Regions from separate parts of the Mus musculus genome. Here region 1 is linked to region 2. A link is a contact called in public Hi-C data. All regions are on one chromosome and are shown on one strand. The core of a region is the stretch at or near the end of the contact, and the rest is flanking DNA. Distances in the headings are between cores, read along the strand shown. Region 1 has its middle 55 kb from the start of Tram1l1. Region 2 has its middle 97 kb from the start of Gm24456.

The links. Hi-C and Micro-C count contacts between places; a contact is called where the count stands out from the background.
Region 1: a contact with region 2 is called in a Hi-C map of cerebellar granule neurons, with 2.2 times the contacts expected there. The contact joins two enhancer-like sites. A contact is called at or near these places in 1 of 15 datasets of contacts at CTCF or cohesin (the NIH/3T3 cell line) and 1 of 484 Hi-C or Micro-C datasets (cerebellar granule neurons).

The regions. Positions count from the first base shown.
Region 1 is chr3:124,262,885-124,269,287 of GRCm38.p6, reverse strand. No RefSeq gene overlaps it. Among named protein-coding and RNA genes, the nearest start is that of Tram1l1, 55 kb to the left of the region's middle. Within about 2 kb of position 2,252, at least 3 of the 459 cell types and tissues checked have an H3K27ac peak or open chromatin away from gene starts, as enhancers often do. A contact at or near this core is called in cerebellar granule neurons, where this site is marked.
Region 2 is chr3:123,837,146-123,843,119 of GRCm38.p6, reverse strand. No RefSeq gene overlaps it. Among named protein-coding and RNA genes, the nearest start is that of Gm24456, 97 kb to the right of the region's middle. Within about 2 kb of position 4,144, at least 2 of the 459 cell types and tissues checked have an H3K27ac peak or open chromatin away from gene starts, as enhancers often do. A contact at or near this core is called in cerebellar granule neurons, where this site is marked.

The DNA.
Region 1 (6,403 bases), core at 1,003-3,502, 430 kb before region 2:
TCGACATCATGTGTCTTTTTCTAGAACATAAATCACTTATCAATGAAAGGCTCACCATCACTCCACTGTCAAAAGTTTCACACCCCAGCCTCTCAGATTGTTAATGCTTTTTAAATCAATTTCAAAAATACACAAACAAATATAAATAATTCTTCCCTTTTATAAATGCATCTTCTGATTTCATTTTTAATGGTTCATTTAATTTAGAGAATCAGTTGTAGGAAATATGATGATTATGGCACTAGTCCAAAATGGTAAATATATGTTTCCTAAAATGTATTTGAAAAGCAGTAAGAAAGAACACATATTGGTGAATACTTAAAAGACATAAAGATAATTTATATGCATTTACTTTTTGATGCTTTTATCATGGAGAAATATAAATATCTCCTTTTCCTCAGATTTTAAAAAGTATTTCTTTCATTTGAAATGATAATTATACCATTTTCCCCTCTTCTTCCTCCTTCTAAACACTCCCATATATCCCTTCTTGCTCTCTTCCAAATTCATGGCCTCTACTTACCATCATTTGTTTTTACACACATATATTTAAATGCATGTATATGTATATTAATAAATATAAATATACCTTACTCAGTATATATATTATTACTTGTATCTATGTTTGGGGGATGACAATTTTAATGATTATGATAAATTAATATGACTAATCTTGGAGAATGTACAATTTTATTACGGAATTGTTTCTGTGTTAAACCAATTTTACACCTTACTCTACGATGTAAAGCCTGGCATTGGTATTGTAAAAATTGCATATGTTTCTAAGAAACTAATATATTTTTTTAATTTAAATAATTTTTGATTCATGCTGGACAGTGGTGGTGCACACCTTTAATCCCAGCACTTGGGAGGCAGAGGCAGGTGGATTTCTGAGTTCCAGGCCAACCTGGTCTACAGAGGGAGTTCCAGGACAGCCAAAGGCTACACAGAAACCCTGTCTTGAGAAAAAAAAAGTAATAATCTTTGACTCCTGTGTAAGTATGCATTTTTATAACGTAGATTCAATATACTATACCTAAAGCTAAAAAGAGACTTAGCTCTTTTAGTAAGCGTAAACAGACTATCCTAAAATGAGATCGTTAATGCCTGTGAGTTCCAGAGGCATTTGGGATGTGCCTTTGGGATGTGCTGATCTGATTCTTCTCTTTTAAAGGAAATACTTCCGATTTAGAAGTGACTTTTATTATCGCTGGGTCCTAGTTGTCGGATTGAATTGCATTGAATTTACAGTCAGTATGCATTAATTTACATCAGATGTTCTATAATAAATATTTATAAATCTCCCTTTTCAGCATTTATTCAACCTTCTCAGTGTGCTTGTGTTGGAAATGGGAGAAACAACGGCTCTTTCATTTTCTCAGAGGAGCATTTGAGCAGTAAGTTTAAAGTTTATTGACACTTTACACAAAATAATAACACATATGCTCTTATTCATTTCTTAATTATTGGACTATCAGCCATACTGATGCTGTCAGCCACACTTCAGCAAACTTAATGTCAATCACAACCTGCTTCCAAGGCTCCAGGGTAGATTTCTCCTCAAACTGATAATTAGTAGACATGCAAAGAGTATGGATCTGAGTTTCCAGGAGAGGACACAGTAAGTATATTAGGACAAAACCAAGTGAGTAGATTATAATAAAAAAAATAACCAGCTGGAATAAAGACTAGAGCTAAAAGAAAGCAATCATTTAAAAATTTCTTTCAAAGTAAATAGTTCATTAATTTAATTGTCACTATATGAAAATATATTTCTTCAATATGACAAAAATGTACAATGCATAGAACAATATTGTTTTGTCACCAAACTGTGGTCTATTCAATTCTAATTTCTATTAATCCATACTTAATTACTTAGATTTCAAAATTTGCCAATTAAAGAGCCTACTCAAAGTGCTTTTAGTGCCTGATTTTTACTCCCTTTCAAATTCTTAAGACAGCTTCACCAAGAGAAGTAAACTGTACCTTCATGTTTTAATGTAAATTCAGTGTCACAAAAAAAAAAAAAAAACCCTCACGTTCTGACCCTACAATTTAGTCAATTAGAGTGTGCTTAGAAATTGCTAGATGTTAGGCGGCTTACAAAAGCAGTAGATACAAGAACATTTACTGTTCGGTAGAAATCAAGCGTGTATTCACTAATCCAAACTGACAGTTCCAGTAATCACATAGCAGCTCTTCACTGTTTCAGCAAATGCTCCTGAACTGACAAAGGGAATGATCTGAGGTGTGACCTGAAGCTTGTGGCTGGCCACAGACATTGCGGGAGAAGCCAAGAAGGTCATGTTAGCTGCAGTGACTTAAGACTTTGCCTACCAGGGTCTCCACAGGGTAAGAATCTGTCTCCAACAAGGCAGCCCCTATTTCAGGCACTGACTATAAACTCAGATGCCTGCAGAACATCTGTACCTCAGACGACTCTGTTACAAATGTGCAGCTCTCTGTGCAAAACTCAAGTTATCATGATTCACTAAAATGACCCTCTGGACTCAGAAAGTGCTATATTAGTGGTTACAGTCTGGTTCTATCCAAATACAATATAAAACCAGCAAAGGCAAAAGAAGGAGTGCAGTGAGGCCTCAGAGGGATCAGAATCAGTTTATTCTCTCTCTACCTCCGGAGTCCCGTAGCTCCTCAGCACACTGATGCTGGCATGGAGTCTTCGGAAGCAGAAAGGATCCAAGGCTTTTACTTTTTCCCACATTTGTAGTCTACCTGAAGGTCAAACTTACAGCATATGGTTAAGGTACCAAACTTGTAATTACACACTCATAGTCAACATCATACTTGTATAAATTCTCTTGATACCCATAGAGAGATCTCTTGTGCACTGTGTGAAAGTATCACCTGTCAGTAAAAAGCTGATGGCCTATTAGAAAAGACAGGAAATAGAAGTTGAGAGTTGCAGTAGAGAGATTGGAACTCTGGGAGTGAGTTAGGCATGGGGGATTTACCATTAGGACTCTGAAGAAAGGATATATGAACTGCGGAGAGGTAACCAGCCATGTGGCAGACACAGAAATGTATAAGTGGGATAGTAAGATAAGAGCTAGTCAGGAAAAAAGCCCAAGTGTATGGCCTAGGCACTTATTCATAAATATTGTCTCAGAGCCATTATTCTGGGTCTCAGTTGGAAAGTTTGAGGTTACATGTAACTGTCATTAGTTCTCTTTTAGTATAAGTTCAAGGTTGGTCCTAGAAATGTACTCTGACTGGTAGACACACTTAATTGTGTCAGTCCTAGAAGAGTGGGGATTTTCTCATCATAGAATTGGATAATAGAAGGAGTATATCTATTTTTTACAATTGATACATATTCAAATATATTAATATACAACTGTGTATATATATGTATAAGTGTGTATGTGTGTATGGGAGGAGACAGGGGGTAGGGAAAGGGAAAGAGGGCTGTGGTTTTGCTTCTCTCAACATGACCTACAGGAATTAAATGTTACTTTAATCATTTTGCTTTTATTCTGAAGGAAAAGACTCTTCTATATATATATATATATATATATTTTTAAAAATAGTTTGAAATTTTTACACATGCTTGTAATGATTTTTGATCTAATGTGCTCCCATTTCTTACCCCAATTCCTTCTTTACCCTCTACCACATTCCTTCCCCAACTTCATGTAATGTTTAATTTTGTTTTGTTTTAAAGCCATTAAGTTTACTTGGTGCTGTCTGAGTCTTTAAGAGCATGAAACCATCTGCTGGAACATTTTTCATTAACTTATGTCTATTTCCTAAGAATTGTGCTACATTCAATAACCTTGTAAGAGTAAGTGATATATATGCTATGTGTTTCACAATTATTTATAATGTCTAATTCACATCAACTATTGAATTAAACTACAGAAGAGTGTACCAAAATGTGTTGATTATAAAAGTACTTTTATTTCAGTAGATATAACTGTTATCTCCAAGGCTTACTGCTGAATAAGCTCACCCTTTCTAGTTCTCTCTGAACTCTGGCTGTCTAGTTCAACTTAGCTCTTCTGGCCCAAACTCATCTCCAAGCTGACTGACTCAATCTGACTTCCCTCAGCTTCTCATTCAATTGTTCTGCTTGGCCTCAAACAAACACTGGCTCAAAGTCCACTAACAATCTAAGTGGACGTAAGAGCCCAGGGCCAGTGAGATCATAGCCTTTAGACAAGAATCTACTACTGCTCTTTGAATAGACCAGCATACACTCATTTGTATCTTTCCTTAATACACTCTAAATCTGTGTACCCACAGGTAAGCATAGTACCACTCATCAAGAAAGAAGTAACCGCCCCCTCTTTTTTATAGCAAATAGAGACCATCAAAGAAAATCTTAACTAGACACAAGGTAGGGATCTTTATCATAGCTTCTGCATAGGAAGTATCAGAAGAGTAGCAGACATGGTTATAATAGCCAGAGTTCCAGGAAAATCTGCTATGACATAGTCTCTCCTAGAAATGGCTGTATAAACAAGACCAGAACAATGACAATATCAATGGACATGTTAATGTCAAAAGGGAATTTCTTTTTTTACCCCTACAAAAAAGTCTGTAGGCAACTAATGAATGGTAGGAGAAGAGAAATTTGACTTTCCCAGGGATGGTTCCTTTACTGGTTGTCCAATGCAGAGGATCTACCTTGAAACCACGTTCACACAATGACAAAAATGGACTCAGCAGTATGTGTATGTGTAAGCGTAAGCGTATGCATATGTGTATGCGTATGCGTATGCATATGTGTGTATGTAACAAAAACATTCAAGGAGAAACAACAAAGAATGGAGGGCATGAGATGGGTTTTTGAGAGAGTATCTAGGATTATCTAGAAAAAGGAGTAGTTTAGATGAAGGGGCAGTGATATAATTCTATTTCCAATAAAAACAAACAAATAAAAAATAATTAAATATGTATAGTCAGGATAGACAGAGTTAACAGGGTCAGTATGCAGGGGGGATAAATGGACTTAACAGGGTAAGGGGCCAATGACCTTTTTAAATAAAACTAATGAGGGATATAAGGAATATATAAGAAAAGTAAAATCTTTATTAGCAGAAAAAAATTGTTTTGAAGAAATGAGAAAGAATCCAAAATAATGCAACCATAAGAAATAGAAATTGCTAAGAATCGTGCTGTGCTTCATAAATCATGCTAGCTCATTCTTGCTCTATTTTTACAAAATGAAAATTTCACTTAAAAGCATTGTTTGATATGGGAATTTTTAATTAAGATATGAAATTTGGCATTTGCAAGTGATTTTCAGAAATTTTATCTGAAAATAGATTTCTAATTTCACACATAGCCATAATGGAGATTATTGCTAAAATAAAATCTTACTGTTAAATGTATAATGAAATCAGGCTTTGTCTGGTAAGTTATAATGTAGGAGTTGAAACAAGAACAGCTAGAAAGGAAATGTGGAAGCTACACAAATGGATGTGAATAGAAAATAATAGTTGCTTGCCTTGTTTTATTGTTTAAAATTTATTTTTGCATTTTCAGTATGATTTCATTCTACTTTGCTACAGCATTAATTAATGTTATAATACATATAAAATATTATAATTCAAATATACCTTCATTTTCCACATGCCTAAGTGATGTTTATATAGATAGTGAATGGAAAACACAAATGTGAAAATATCCTAGACCTATTTTTATCTTGTTTACCCTACACATGCAGAGCACATCCTTCCAAAAGTAGAATTAAAAAAAGAAAAATACCGCATACTACTCCTCAACACTTTTAGAGTTCTTTTATTCCTTTTCTGTTTTGAGAATTTCATATATATATTTAATGCATTTTGTTTACTCTCAATCATACCATCTCATCTCCGCCAATCCCCACCCTCTTCTTTCTGCAAGTTTACTTCTCAGATACATGCCTTTGTCTTTTGACATGTGACCCACTATGGTGAGTCAGGGTAACCATGAGTTTAGAATGATCCTATGGAGTTGGTAGGCTTATCTGCAAATGCAAAAATGAAGACAATGAGCACTCCTCCCCTACAGTCTACCTGTAGTTAACAGCTCAGTAAGATGGAGTGAAGTCATGTGAGGTGCCCTGACTGTCTCTGTCTACATGGTTTGATAATAAAGCAAGTCTTTCATAAGCTAAGCAACCAAGGATAATTGCTTTGAGATCAGGATTGCAGTGCCCTGCCTAGAAAATGATGCTTCTAACAACTCCTCTGCCCAATTATTTTTTCTTTCCACTCGCCTTTCTTTGATGTTACCTGAGCCTTAGAAGAGGTTTCAGCAATTTCTATTTGTATTTTAAAATTTGTGTGCTGTATAGATCTGGTTTTCATTTATGTTTTATAAAATTAAAATTGTGCCCCACCCTTTTACAGTTATGTAATATGCTGACCTACTCTATTTCCTTCTAAAACTT
Region 2 (5,974 bases), core at 2,895-5,394:
CTAGAGTGTTCAACTCAGAACTTACAGGTCTAGGATTTGGTTGCTGAATGGACTCTTAAAACACCTTCATTGTTGTTGTTGTTGCTGTTGTTGTTAAATTGTCTATTAGGATTACATCACAACATGATTAAAGTTTAGCTTTCTCTTCACAGGAAATCTTGAGGTCCACATTCCATGTAGCTACTGAAAAAACAAAACAAAACAAAATAACAACAACAACAAAAAACAAAAACCGTCTTTATTTTAGCATTGGGACAAAGCAGTGGTAAAAGTATTAGCCACACTGATCAATGAACTTGTGTCAAAAGACAGAAATAGCAACAATGGTCTTCCCAACTCCAATAACTTTAAGGGCAAGGAACAATGATCCTATAGTGAGTGCCAACATATTAGTCATGAGTATAGCACTTAGAAGAAAATACACAGATAAAACTAGTAATTAATAATAGAGAAAATAGAATAAGCAAAAGAGGAAAACTAAGAAGAAAGGGGAGGATGAAAAAGAAAGAGGGAGCTAAGGTCGTACCAGAGAAGCCTACAGGAGAAGAAGAGGACGGGCAGAAATTAACTCAGACAACTTCAAGAACCCAGCCCTCAAGAAGACTGCGTCAGGGAGATGCGCATCCATATCAATTCACAGCAGTGGCAGAGTCTGTGTCAAAAACATAAACAAGTAAGGGGAGTGCAAATTTGAGTCCCACAATGAGGTTAAGGAAGAGACATATGAAAGTGAAGGAAGAAAGCAGGATGTGAAAAAACAATACAGCTTCTGAGTCTAAATATTTTATGTGTGCTCTCTGAGTTAAAACTCTCTGAGTTTTAGTCTCAGCTAAAGGTTTCATAAAGTTAAAAATCACACGAAGTCAAAAGGGATAATAGAAACTGTTAAATGGAATAGAAATATATTTTTTTAAAAAAATAAAGCACTGACAAGAGTAGCAGAAAATTTAAAGAGAAAAGAAAAGAAGACTGATGTCCCATCTCTCAGGTGTGCCACTGCTGTAAGCTGCCACCAAGTCTCCACAAAACTGAGTCTATGCATGAACTAGAGTGGCGTATAGGATGTGGTCCAGATAGTCCAGCACTAGTTGACTTCTCATGGAGAGCCCAAGGATCAAGTAGTAGACTGGATGTCTTAGCAGTCCCAATCTGATGCTGGAGTTCCAGAGATGTCCTAGAGAGCTGCTGTTCTTCTATCTTTGTGGGAGTCATGAAGTAAATTCTAAGACCAGTGAAAGACTGCATCAACAACAGGAAATATTAACTTTCCAGCAAGAGTGAAATCAAGCAGGCAAAAAGTAGATGCCTCCTTCTTCCATGTCTTTTTATAATGGGGTACCATCAGCAAGTGTGGTGTCAATTCAGGGTGGGTCTTCCCACCTCAAGTGACCTAATCAAGAACATCCCTCCCAAAATTTTAGTTGATTACAAATGTGGTGAAACTGACAACATAGGTCAGTCACCATACCATGTGACATGAGAGGGATTTTATTTTTTTTTTTTTTGACTAGGTCATTTGAGGTGGCAAGAGAGTGAAAATTTTGTCTCAACAGGCTCCCCTGGGCTAGGGTGCAGGGTCTATGCTAGGCTGTCCTGCTTTTCCTTCTCTGGCTACTTGGTTGAGTATCTCCCAACATCAGCATGCCCTTTATTCTATCACACTTTGCATGTTGTATGCCCCACAAACAGCCAGAGGATGTGGATTCTGAGCCAGGCCATGGTGGGTCTGGTTACTCTTTCAACCCCCAGGTGCTCAATGGTGTCAGCAGGCTGGCCTGGGGCACATCTTCCCTTCTCCAGGAATTCACTTAAGTCAGAGAAAGTCAGTGACCACACCAGTTTCATTTTAAGAGTGTATAAAATCTTAGAGGTCTATAAGGGCATAGAAGTCTTTCTGGGTATTAAGTGGTGGTCTCCTCCAATATCAAACAGCAGGAGAAGCACAAGTGGAGAGAAGCGATTGTCCACATGTGCAAACTCTCAGAAGAATTGCCAAAAACACATCTTTACATGTATTTCAATTTGCTTTTGAGATGAAGGTATGTCTTTAAGCAAAAGACAGTGTATAGTTATGAAGTTCAAAATGTGATTTTGTTGCAAAAGACTGGATCACAATTAATGCATTTATAAAACCAGTGGTTCCCAGCAGAGAAACCAGTGTTGCCAGCTCAAGGCAGGAACCCATTGCCAGGGAATAACAAGGGAAGGTGGCAGACTGAGCCCTCACTCTCTGCAGTCTCTCTAGCCAGAGGGACCTTCACTCTTACGGAGTGAAAAAAAAATCACTGAAAAATCCAGAAGTTAGAGACTGTCCCCAAAGTGAATGGTCAGACACCCACTAGAATTAACTGTAATGATGCCTTTAAACATATGGAATTAATAATATAAATTAGTATCTGCGTATTAACTTACATTTTTAGTATAGTCCTTTATCACTAACAAAATTGTTAAATTAATATAGATATAAGTATAAGATACAGAACAATTAACACGGCTGTAAAGGCATGCCTATGGCTTAAATTTGTGCTTAAATTTACAGAACATTTAAATAATTGCCTTTTACTCCAAATGACATTTGAATATTGAATCTAAAAATATTAATTAAAAATGGTAACTTTACAATAAATGTATGTTCCATAAACATATGCTTTTACATCTGTGTTTACTAGACCTCCTTTTTCATAAGCCTGCATCCCATCTTCTGACTCCTGACAGCCATTCTCCATGAGTGAGAGACATTAGAATTTATCACACAAAAGAAAGCTGCTTTTAATCTTTATTCCATAATCTTTTCTTGGTTTCTTACTTACAGATTTTCCTACAGCTTTTGTTACTGTTCATGCTAGTCTTTATTAAACAAAACATTTCCTTATTGTTCTGTTTTTCCTTATTTGTTTGTTTTAATACCACTCTTGGTGTCTTTAAGGAGCCCTTTAAATCTGACCTTGCCTTACAAACAAATGCCGCTTTGCTGAAGCGCCATGCTCCTCCAGGCCCAGCACAGTAAAGATGCTTCACCATTGGCTCTGTTTCTTATAATGGCCTGACTACACTGCAAAGAGGAGTGTGACAACCTGCTAGGTCCAGACTCATACTTTGATTTTTTTGTAACTATTCTAGGATGTCTGATATTAATATGTATCTAATTTCTAAAGTCTCCCAGTGTTGGCAGGAGAGTCAGAGATGTGTTTCCATGAATTCTTTCAGAAATATTTGTGCCTTTTCCTGGGGTCTAACATAAATATAAATCTGGTTTTAATATGGACTCTTAAAGATGTTACCCATAGAGAAGAAAAGCAGACAAGTAGATGAAGATGGTGATGCTATGTTTGTTTGAGATCAGTACTTCAAATTTCAAAATAAATGAGAGCAAAATAAAAGCTATTGAATTTGGAAGCAATAGTATACCAGAAGTCATGAAAAGATGTCTAACATACCCATTTGCTTACAGCATCCAGGAATCAGTTATTAATAAACCAATACATTTATTGATCATTTGATACTTCTTGGGCATTGAGATGTAAGGTCTCACATTAGATTCCAAGTGGCTGAGAAGGCCATCCATTTTGATTTTAAGTGTTGAAATACTCAGGTCATTGAAACAGCTCAGTGTTTGAAGTCAACCATCCTCCGGGCATGGTAGTCTCTACCTCTCAGTTCAGTGCTCAGGGTATAGAAGCAGCGAAATCATGAGTTCAAAATCAGCCTGGCAGTGTATGCTCAAAGCAAATTAAAAATTAAAAGGAAGAAAGTATATTATACGCACATACTCATTCATATATTACTCATCAAATAATTTTGGAGGTGTTGCATGATTTGTGATTTGCCAGGTAATTACCAGGATACTAGTAATGCAAGATCAACAAAGCACTAAGCAGGACTTCTTGGGGTACACACAACCTTGTACTAGGAGATGTGCTCTCGGTACACAGTAAAATAAAAAGAAACCCTGAATTCTGCCCATTCAGAAGCTAAATTCCGAAAGTGGTATGAAAGATGAGATACTTCTCTTGGTAAAGGAATGAAAGACAGTGGAGGCACAACAAGGCAGAAAAGTTCTTCTGAGGAAACGCTTGGTAAACGGGAGCACGGCCTGAACAGCAGCAGATGGCATGACATCAGACTGTGCACGGCCTTAAATGCCACACACGGCTTCTACTCTCTCCACAGATTCTTAGCAAGGGGGTAGCATGGTCAGAGTTGTATGTAAGACACGCTAAAGGACAGAGCAGCGCTTACACATTTCGATCAGCAGAGTGCAAAGGACAGTAGATAGCATTAGAAGATGGTAGAGAAGATAAAGGGACAATTCTTTTCAGTGTGTCCAGCTTGAGTGACTGTTTCTCAGCACTCAACATGGGAACAAACTGTCTGATCCCACCTGCTACTTACAAAGGATAAACAAACAAACAAATAAACAAACAAAAAACCTTTATCCTCAAGTTTAAGGGAATTAAAAGGTAACATTGGACGTCCCCTGTCCCCAGCTGACTTGGCTTCTGATGAGAGTAGCAGGTGGTGGCACAGCATGGCAGGTGAGTGTGTGGAAAGAAATGGTCACATCTCAAATAGGAGCAGAGAGGGCACATCCCTGAGCCTAGGGCCTTGCCTTAGATCCCATTTTGTAAAGGTCCATGTCCAACTGTTTATGTAAATATTGCAGTATACTCCTATTTTATATGTCTGTGTATCTTGAGTGACATAGAGATTTCTTGGGCACAAAGAAGGAGCATTTGGAAAATGCAAAAATGATAAGTGCTTCCTTGACTAAAATGGCATAGCATTTGCATATAGGCTGTGTACACACTCTTGTGCACCTTAAGTAGATGCTTGCTATGTTTAATTTCCCTGAGAATAACGAAGTTTTCTCATTTCCAGCACATACACATTCTCTCTCCCCACCCTGAACCCCAACATAAGTTGTGTGTGTGTGTGTGTGTGTGTGTGTGTGTGTGTGTGTACACATTATGTGTGAGATGGAGTCAGAGGACAATATTGGGCATTGTTTTTCAGATGACACGGGTGGTTTTGGGTTTATGGTTTTGTTTTGGTTGGTTGGTTGGTTGGTTGGTTGGTTGGTTGGTTGGTTGGTTGGAAGGCTGGTTGGTTGGTTTGGTTGTGGGTTTTTTGTTTGTTTGTTTGTTTGATTGATTATTTTATAAGCACACCACTGTACTCCCTAGCTTTAAAAATATTTTGATTGTATTTTATTGGGCAAGGGGCCCATATGTGTATGTGCATTGGGTCCCAAGACTCAAACTCAGATATCCAGGATTGGGAATCACTGGTCTTCATCTTTGAAATGCAAGCACGTTCCTGACAGAGTTATCCCTCTGGTACATTCCCCCAAAATAGCTGCAATTTTTTTCAATTTGAGAATATGAAAATTGCTTATATGAAGGTATTAGTGTGCTGTGCATTTAGTAAAAGAAAATAACAGCATTAGATGGACATATAAATTTTATTTGGCTGAGTTAGCTTAAAATTATCATGTGTTTATTAATACATTTCATTATGCCATATAAAAATGGAGCAAATTAATCTTAAATGATGCCTAGGATCCAGAGGTTGATTAGGTTTACTTTTATTTTTCAATACACACATCTCCAAGGTTAGTGTGTAGAAGATTCAGGCTTATAAAAATCAAATACACATTAAATATATTGTAGGACACACCACGATGCATTCTCTGTCCTTGTAAATGGACATAAAAACTGTCCAGTTGCTCCTGTAGGTTGGATTTTGTTTGTCCCCTAAAGGACCTTATGTAAAGAGTCTGTTCCTAGACCAGCAGGATTTGGAGACATTTACTAAAGAAATAAACATTTACTGATAATGGAAAACAAATTTATTTAAAATCAGTTTTGGTATACATAAGGTTTTAGAGCATTTATTAAAGATGAAAGCCAATTTGCATACTAATGAGATGGATAAGCATTTTTTTTTACATGAAGAATTAAATCTTAGCTGAGTA